Linked DNA regions of Arachis hypogaea: region 1 is linked to region 2. The links are chromatin contacts, called in public Hi-C maps. All regions are on one chromosome and are shown on one strand. Each heading gives the region's core, a stretch centred on a gene start, on an enhancer-like site or on the middle of the called end of the contact. The rest is flanking DNA. Distances are from core to core; before and after follow the strand shown.

Evidence for each region. A called contact is a pair of places that touch in the nucleus more often than the background predicts.
Region 1: a contact with region 2 is called in a Hi-C map of leaf, with 1.9 times the contacts expected there. The contact joins the enhancer-like site here to the promoter of LOC112779768 in region 2. A contact is called at or near these places in 2 of 8 Hi-C or Micro-C datasets (both in leaf).

The regions. Positions count from the first base shown.
Region 1 is chr19:21,802,842-21,807,620 of arahy.Tifrunner.gnm2.J5K5, forward strand. No RefSeq gene overlaps it. Among protein-coding and RNA genes, the nearest start is that of LOC112779768, 42 kb to the left of the region's middle. Within about 2 kb of position 3,115, at least 3 of the 3 cell types and tissues checked have open chromatin away from gene starts, as enhancers often do.
Region 2 is chr19:21,761,641-21,766,423 of arahy.Tifrunner.gnm2.J5K5, forward strand. LOC112779768 (ethylene-responsive transcription factor 13-like) reads right to left here and starts at 1,518. Exons shown (of 1, transcript XM_025824109.3): 1 at 161-1,518. The coding sequence starts at 1,451. The coding sequence ends at 687.

The sequences.
Region 1 (4,779 bases), core at 1,865-4,364, 43 kb after region 2:
AAATTTGAAAATTGTGAAGTTGAAAATGTTTTTTATTTCATCTTAAGCGTAAGAACTCGAGATATATAGCACCCCAATTATTTGGTCACTAAGATAATATTGAATAAAGATTTGGCTTAAGGTTCTATATTGGGATCCTTTACTACTGTGCTCTCATTTATTTTTAAGATGATGATAGGATAGAGATGAAAGGACAAAAAAAAAACTTAGTTTGAATTTGTAAAAATTATAATTTAGACAAAATTGGAAAATCAAAGATATGTTAAGAAGGATGCCTTCAGAACTAGATACCATGATCTATGAGTGCGACTATATTATATTATCATCATTGATTTAGATCCAAATGATATGATCGTCAATTTTTTTATGAATGCATAATTTTAATTCATAGATGCACTGTGGTGATCTTTATGTTGTTGGGTTGTTGTGTTACTACGAATTGGTTCATATATATAGTCTTAAAATTGCAAAGTTAAATTAAACAAAGAAACTTTATATTCAACTTATATATAAATTTTACCTTATTCATATTAAGTTTGGTTATTCAAAAACTGAATGATTATTACTATTCCTTCTTAAAAATCCAAAGTACAAAACAAACATAAGCAAGATGCAGAGATAATATAAATAAGGAAGAGGCAAAGAGTTTTAGTTATCATATAAAATTGGGACCAATACGAGAAACAGTTGTTTACCAAACAGCAGCCTAGCTAGATCTTATTGGGGCCTGAAATACGAATGAAAATTTCTTTTGGTGTTTTTTTTTTTTTTTCTTATCAGGAAGAAGAAGATGACTAAGGAGAAAAAAAAAAGCAAAAGTAAGAGCAATAAAAAAAAAAAAAAGAAGAAATGAGTCTGACGTTAGAGATATAATTATTTACATAATTTTTTTATTAATTAAAAATTAAAAAAAAAGTGATTTTATGATATAGTTTTAAAATTAGGTTCTGTTATCGAAAGGTACATTCAAATAAATTTAATAAAAAATTTTATTTAAAAAAATATATTAAAAATATAATTACTTATATGTTTTATTTTATCGACTTTAATTTTTAATAGGAGTGGTTTCAATGACAAGCCCGAGTACGGGAATCAGAGTACCCATTTGGTCGAGAAAATGAAGAATGTAAGAGAGAGGTGTCAGTGTATTTTTTTTTTAATTTTTGGAGATCTTTTTGGGATTTTTAGTTATTGAACAAATTTGGTATAGTAAAAAGAAAAAAATAAATCATGTAGAAGAATGTATTAATTAATGATTGAAATAAATGAAATATATATTGAGTTCTATTTAAGTGTGTACTGAATTGTGTTAATAAGGGTTTTCTTTAATAGCTAAGCTAAAAGGATTTTGATTTGGATAAAAAGAAAAATTTTTAGGATGTTAATGCATTAGGGAAATAACATTTTAATTTACCTTATTCATATAACAGATATTGATAAAACGGTATAAAAATTAAATATTAAAGACTATTAAAATTTATTAATAGATATTAATTTATTTTAGTTATTAATTTAATTTTTTTAATTTAATTTTTATAATTTAATAATCTAACAATATATTTTATTGTATATTTTGATATATTAATAATTAATTAATAATTAAAAATAATAAATTTTAATGACTCTTTAATATTTTTTATATAATATTTTACCAATACAAAAGAAAAAAGTATAAAATACTTAACAAAATATATTTTTTTAAAGAATAAATTATCATTTGTATCCATGAAAAATAGATGGACTGATAAATATACCTATATAAGAATAAAAAGACAATTATAACTATGGTTTTGTGTGCTAAAAATATTCAGATATTGGTTATACAATTGGTCTGTTAGAATATTTTTGGCACACAGAAATTATCTTTTGTAGTTACAATTGTCGTTTTATTTTTATATGAATACATTTATCGGTATTTATATTTTTTATGGGTATAAATGATATTTTTTTTTTTTCAACAAAATAAAACTAACCTGTATTTCGTGAATAGATCTGATCTCATAACGCCCTGATAGTTTGATTTTGATGTGCATGGATTTTGATTTTCTATGTTATTTCGTCTCACAATAAAATTTTGACGTGACAGACAACAGTGACCCGTGCTAGTGTATCAAAAATCCCACCACAAGTTCCAGTCTATGACATGCAATATTTTAATCAACAAATACAAATACAAATCAACTTAATTATCTATATACAAATAATAATATCTACTAATTGGATAGACTACATGAATCAACAAGATCATTAAACTTTATCACTTATTATGTTTAAAATAAAATTATTTACATGTAAATAAATGAGCTTTTATATATATATATATATATTAAAAATATAATTATTTATATTGTCTTTTTTTATCAATTTAAATTTTTATAAAAAATAATAATTTTTTGACATAATATCAAAATTTTACGTTCGAAATATTTAAAATTTGATTTTTGATGAACTTTAAAGATAAAAAATAGTATAATACAAATAAAAAAACTTATACAAAAATCAAACAAATTTATAAAGAGATTCTAATTTAAAAAAATATTAAAAATATAATTATTCATGCTGTTTTTTTTATTATTTTTAGAAGGCATAATTTCATGGCAGATATATATAATAATATTCATATATATATAAACATTCAAACAAGAAAATTGCACAAAATAATTAAAAGAAAAATGTATAGCAGCACATCTATCTGATAAACTTATCTATCATTGTTCAAATCCAAATTATTAAATTAAACCAGAACAAATAGAGTGTGAATTATATGATACACTATTACGGATCACGATTGGATATCACATGATGGATGAATTAACTCAAAATAAGAGATACGAAGAAGAAGAAGAAGAAGATGAAGAGGCATGAGCAAAGTAAATAAGATGGTGTATATATGTATGTTAAAGATGAGAGAGTATTACTGTGTTATCAAATGAGTGTGGCTTTGATGAATATATATAAAGACATTGGATTTGCCTTTTCGGGGTTGGAGACTTGGAGACACCGACGAAGTGACAAGCCCAATAGAGAAAATGGATCAGCTTGCGAGTTCTTAATTTCTACTCGTTAAACATGCAAAATGTACGTCAACCGTTGGATCATACACATTACACGTGTCATCCATTCAGGGCATCATCGAAAAAAATAGTAATGGGCAAATACTAATCCCTTGAGGAATGCGGGGCTCCCGTGCTCAAACACTTCAAATATTTTATTCCATTTTCTCATCAGTTCACTTAAAAAAAAAAAAGAAACAGCTAATAAAATTAAGTCATAAGAATAATTTTTGTCTTCTTCTTGCACACTAGAGTAGTTTGTAAGAGAGTGGCGTTGGGTCTAGTGGTTCAATGGGAGAATGGATTCACTTAATTCATTTTTTTTAAATGATATTATTAGGTATAATTTTTTAGTCTTATTTAAAAAAGCAATGATAAAAAAATATATTTACAATATCGATGGTGATAAAAAAAATTGAAAGAACAATGACATATTAACATGCAACACTTGCGTAGAATTTAAAATTCAATGAGAACAAAAAGTGGTCACCCTCTTATTTTGTTCTCTCGGTTTTTGCGAAATTGATAGCTACGTCCCTACGGCTGCTACGTTGCTCTAGCTAAGCTGTCAAACGGGTCCGTCCAGCGTTTAAATTTTGGTTTGTTTAGGTTTGTGAGTTAAAAGATTTTTTTTTATTTAAATTAAAAAAAATATTTACCGATTTAAATAAATATATAAGTATTTCTCAAATTATATTTGGAGTCATATCTCGGATACAGTGGAAGAAACCGAAAAATACATGTATCTCAGATGCAGTGATTTTGATTTGTGATACGAGATGCGCTGGTCATATTCCGAGTGCACCCGAGATATGAACAAAAGAGCATCTCGGATACACTGCATCCGAGATATGCTCATATTCTGACATGGGGCACTGCATCCGAGATACGTGCAAGAAAGTAAAACAGGAGAACTGCATCCGAGATATAGTCAAGATCTGATGTTATAAATATATTGTATGTTTTTTTGATGAAAATATTGTAATGTTATAGATGAAAAATGGTCTGATAACAATCGAAGGTAACTAGTTATATAGAAATTATGCTTCATTATACATTAAACACATTTAATAACAATCAGTACATCAAAGTGACAACATTGAAACAAAAAGATCTAAACCCTAAACTGCATGCGTCGTCATGGATTCGAGTGGGGCGCATTGGGACACCCACGTCTGGTGTGGCCCTCTCCGCGGCAGGTCCACGTCTCTTCTCCGCACGCTCAATGACATCCATCTCATTCCAGATCCGAGTGGATACCGGCCTACCCGATGCCTTCCTCCTCATGGCTGGGTTACGTTTCAGGCGTGTACCGTACCATGGAGGCCACATCTTTTCGTCTGGTATCGGCGAAAACTCCCTCTCGTATACCTTGAATACAGAGGCCATCGTGTACGCGGGGTCCATAAAATGACCCCACTCAATACTCGCAGCAGCACATGCCGCCAGAACGTGTCGACATGGGTAATGCAATGACTGCAACAGGCCACAATCGCATGTACGCTCGGAAAGACGAACCCGATATCATGTCTGTGACCAATCATCTATTGGCTCCATCTCTTCCACACTAAAAACGGATGCCCTACGATCACAATGGGTGACTCGTAACATCGACAAACTCTCTCTGTTCTTATCTATAGCTGCCAACAGTCGCTGCGAGTGGATTTGTCCACCCTGTAACTGAGCATGTGCTTCGCGTCCTCTACGCACGAACAACTGTTACAAC
Region 2 (4,783 bases), core at 268-2,767:
TCAATGCAATCTCCGTTGAAGAGTTGATAAAACTTAAAGTGTTGGGTTATAATTTGCTTTATTATTTCTATATCTTGAGTCAAATTCTCCGATTGTTCGTGTAATTTTTCTTGATTTTGTATTTTGTTCTCCTAAAATAAATAAATTTGCATTCTAAGGATACAATAAAATGATTTATTGTAGCAAAACCCAAAGCATCATCATGCTAACAACAAAAACAAGAGAAACAATGAGAAATTCATCATCCAAGTTGGGGGAAAAAAGATAAAGAAAAAAATTACATGGTGCAGTGAGATTTAGGTACTTATACTATCGGATAGTGGTATGTATATCTTGTGACACCAATTTTACCATTCATTTTGGTATGATTTCTGTAGAATAATATTATTATCAACCGATTATTTTCCCCAACTATAGATTGAATTCACCCAACTTTACAAACAACACATTTATTATTTCTATTCTCAGCATTCACATCCAGAAGAAGTAATGCAATCATGCAAATATATATGATAATATGATATAATATATTTGGTATAAATTTATGTGTAATTATTTTTTTATAAAGTTAATAGTTAAAAATTATTAGATAATGATTTAATTAAATTTATCAAATTATCTAATAATTCTTAAATATCAACTTTACGTAATATCATTACACATAAATTTTATCAATATATTTTTTATTATTGTTGCCACCAAGATTCACCGACGGAAAATTGCCACATACTTTTATTAGTGGGCTCTAAAGCCGTGGCCGCCACTGCACCCCGACCAACAATTTTGCTCCGCTTCTCTGCATTGTTACAATAATCAAAAGAGTAAGACGGGCATGGCAAGGGTGTCTCCGGTGAGCGCCGTTTCAGTGTAACTCTCGCCGGCTCACCAACTTCGTCCGACCCAATCAAGTGAGGAAAATTCAGCTTGGCTTTTGAGCCACGCATCTTGAACGCGGCTCGATCATAAGCCAAAGCCGCATCCTCAGCCGTCTCATAAGTCCCAAGCCACACTCTCACACCGTTCCTCTTCGGATCTCTTATCTCAGCCGCGTACTTTCCCCACGGCCGCCTCCGAACCCCTCTATACCCTCTACCTCCCTTAGCCAGCGCGTGAACCTCACGCGCTTCCACAATGCCATTGCCCTTGCCCTCATTTTCCAATTTCACCGCCGCGCTACCAACGCCGCCATTCTCTCTGGCGGGGCACCACCCGGTGGTGGCAGCCTCCTGCAATGCACCGTAGATGACCATGTCGTCCGTGTCGTCCTCCTTGAGTGGCAGCTCCGCCCAGTTCTCCGCCAAAAAAATGTTCTTAAAGCTCGGGCTCCGGGGAAGCAATGACGCTCCCACCGCATCAGGAACGCCGTGAAAGGTCGACTTTGCGGTCGTTTCAACGTGATCGTGGACATTCACATTGGTTCCCAAAGCATGCGTGGTCATCATTCCGTACATATCAGATTTGACGTTTGAGTATGCTTTAGTAGTTGTTCAAGTTTTGTTTAATTTTCCTCCTTCATACGTGGATGTTGATTTATATAAAGGAATTAAAGAGAGTGAAACAGAGAAAATAGGTCCTATTTTAGTCCAATTTGGAGCACTTTATTTTTTTTTTCCTTATAGTTCGTTCGGGGAAGATTCTTAAATCTCCATGTGAAGGGTTTGAGTCACGTGTTGAATTGATTTTTTTATTTTAAAACGTAGAAATGTAGCATAAAGTTTGTGGGTTAGTTGGTTCGTCCTTGCTTTTGTTTATTTTAATGATTTCAACGATATCGTTTTAGGTCTCAAATAGAATAGACGAAGACATTACTTTGAAGAGAATGAAGGTCTCCGAATAGGGTCCATGGGCCATAATAAGGCCAACAAAAATATTACATGTATAAAAAAATTTAATTATTATATAAATATATATTATTTAATTTATTTTTTATATATATTTTAAATTTTAATATATATTTTATATAGACTTTGTTAGGTAAACAATAATTTTTGTAAATAATATGAATAATGAGTTTTAAAATTGACCCAATAAAATAAAAACATATTATACTATAAATTATCCACCTAAATTTTAATATTAGGATAATTATCTGTACACCTAATGAATTGAATATCTGATATATTCATTGTTCACATGATTTAATATTTTTATTATTTATTTATATATTTTTATTTTATATTGATAATTATTTTAGTGACCGAGTTTTAGCGTGTAATTAACATCGATATATATATAAAGCTAGTGTTCAAAGAGGCAAATAGTGCGCTTACGTTTATAAGTTTATTTACTCGTGCGAACTTGTTAGTTGAAAGTTAGTAGTTTAATATTATGTTGATTTGTGCCTTGTTAGTTGAAAGTTATTAGTTTAATATTATGTTGATTTGTGCCTTTGTTGACGCTATGAACTTTTATTAGCAATCAGCCAATTACAGTGAAATTCGGTTTTTCTTATGACTTTTTTCTAAACATGTTATCCTTTCTCTTTCTCTTTCACATTCACATCATTTTATTGAATATAATATATATTATTAGAATGTCTTTATTATATTATATTAGTTTCTCTTATTGTTGGGAAAATCTTTGACCAACTTATTAATATTATTGTTCAACATAAAAGGAATCAAATTTATTTCATATTTTAAAAAAAAAACCATTTAAAATAGGACAATTTGATGTAAAATAATAAAATAAAAAATTAATTACTATTTGTTCTTGCGTAGTAAGCCGGGCTTGATGTATAACTCGTCTCATTTAAGGATTGAGTTTGCTTTTGTTTAAAGTAGAAGAGGTATATGTCGCCTTCAAGAAAAATGGCAGCGACGGGCACCTATAAAGGCACTCCAACGCTCAAGTTAGTAAGAGTAAAAGATGAGTATAATGTTACTCAAAGTGAGTAATATACCTTTTACATAGTTGGAGTTTGGTATTTATAAAATATTACCTCTTCAGAGAAGTTGAGATATTTACTGATCTTTCAGTCATCATTTGAGTTTGTTTTTGAGTGGGTTGTTATCAGCGAAATTCTCTTTAACTGAAGATAAGTCATGTTCAATATTGGGTTTGGATTTCGATTTATAAGTATAGTTGGACCGAATTATAACTACCGGATCACAGTTCCCAAACTTAATCTGTGGTATTTTTCAATACGACGGGTTGAACTTGAGTTTTTGTGGTGCTATAAATCGGAATGGTGATAGTAAATATAGTTTGGAATAGTAATTGTAATCATAGTTCGGAATAATAATTGTAATTCGAAATAGTAATAATAATAATAGTAGCCTTAAAGCTCAACTTATTGTATGTTGAAAAATGATAGTCATACTTAAAAATGACTTTAGGTGAATAAAAAAAAATAGAAATGATTAGGAATAATGGTTAAATAATGAGGATAAGCCCCCAAATTTGATTTGATGGCATGGGAATAAAATATTTCTTTGAGAAAGGTGTTAGTATGTAGCGGCTTGTTTTTGACTGATTTCATCATATAGATGCAAATTTGATTGGAGTTATGCCGACATATAAGTGTCAGGTTGTTTGAATTGGATCCGACTTATAATTTCCGGTTTGATTTGGATAAATGGGATGAATGAATTTGACTTCAACTGTGGGTATGAATTGTAGACAAAATTTTATTTTTGAAATTGGAACGTTGGAAAAATTGTTTAAAAAATAGAAAAGATAAGGTAAAAAAGGTAAATAAATAGATATGTATTAATTATTTGTAACTGTTACGATTACTAAGGTCATAATGACCAGTTGTAGTTTTGATGGTAGTGGGGATTGAATGGGTGGCTCATATATGATTTGGGGATGAAGAGTTGCGATCGTGGTTGTTGGTTATTTTACCCGTGGCATAGGTTGTGAAAGACGTGGGTTAGGACTTTTTTTTTTTAAAAGGTATTTGTGTGGAACTTAAAGTCATTTGGTGGTTGTGTTAGATTCGGAGATTTTCAAGATGAATAAAAAATATTAGTTTATTTTGTTTTCTTTGTCTTGTCTTATCTATAGTATGTGTTGGTTTGATCACTTTTGGGTTGAGGGATGGAAATGGTAAAAGAGAGTGAGATTGGGGAAAAAGATGATGAGGATATTGTAGTTGAAGAAAAGTTTGTATAGGATTTGAATGACCCGTTTGGTACTAAGTTTTAGTTTTTGATGACGATGATAGTGTGTTCCAGTTAGGAACAGATTGTCGGATTAGGTTGGGTGTGGATGTAAAGATTGAGTTTCGGCCATGCATGGCTTTTAAGCGTGTGTTTCATAAAGGGAAGGGGTTTGAACATTTCTTTATGTATACCTGTGTTTTGGTTGAGTTGGGTGTTAAGTTTTCTTACACCGAGTTTGAACACGGTGTGCTTATTCAGTTGAGATGTACTTCGTCCCAATTACACCCGAATGCATGGGTGTTTGTTCGAGAGTTTGAGATTTTGTTGGAGCTCTTAGAGGTGGAGTCCTCATTGGAGGTGTTCTTTGCTTTGTTTCAGTCCAAAGAGGTGAAAAGAGAAATTTGGGTAATCTTTAGTGGAAGTCCTAGCCGAGCGATTTTTTGTGCATTTAAGTCCTCTTTCAAGGGATTCAAGGAGATGTTTGTGAAGGTTGATTCGACGAAGGAATCTTATCCTTTCTATATGGACAAATTTTTGGTGGAGAAATTTTCGTTATATTGGAGTCCACAATCAAGGCAGATTTTGGAAATGGATTATATATGGATTATATGGGAAAAAAAAGGAGGAAATGATTGTGGAGTTTCTGATTGAACGAGTGTCACCTCATAGGTTGTTAT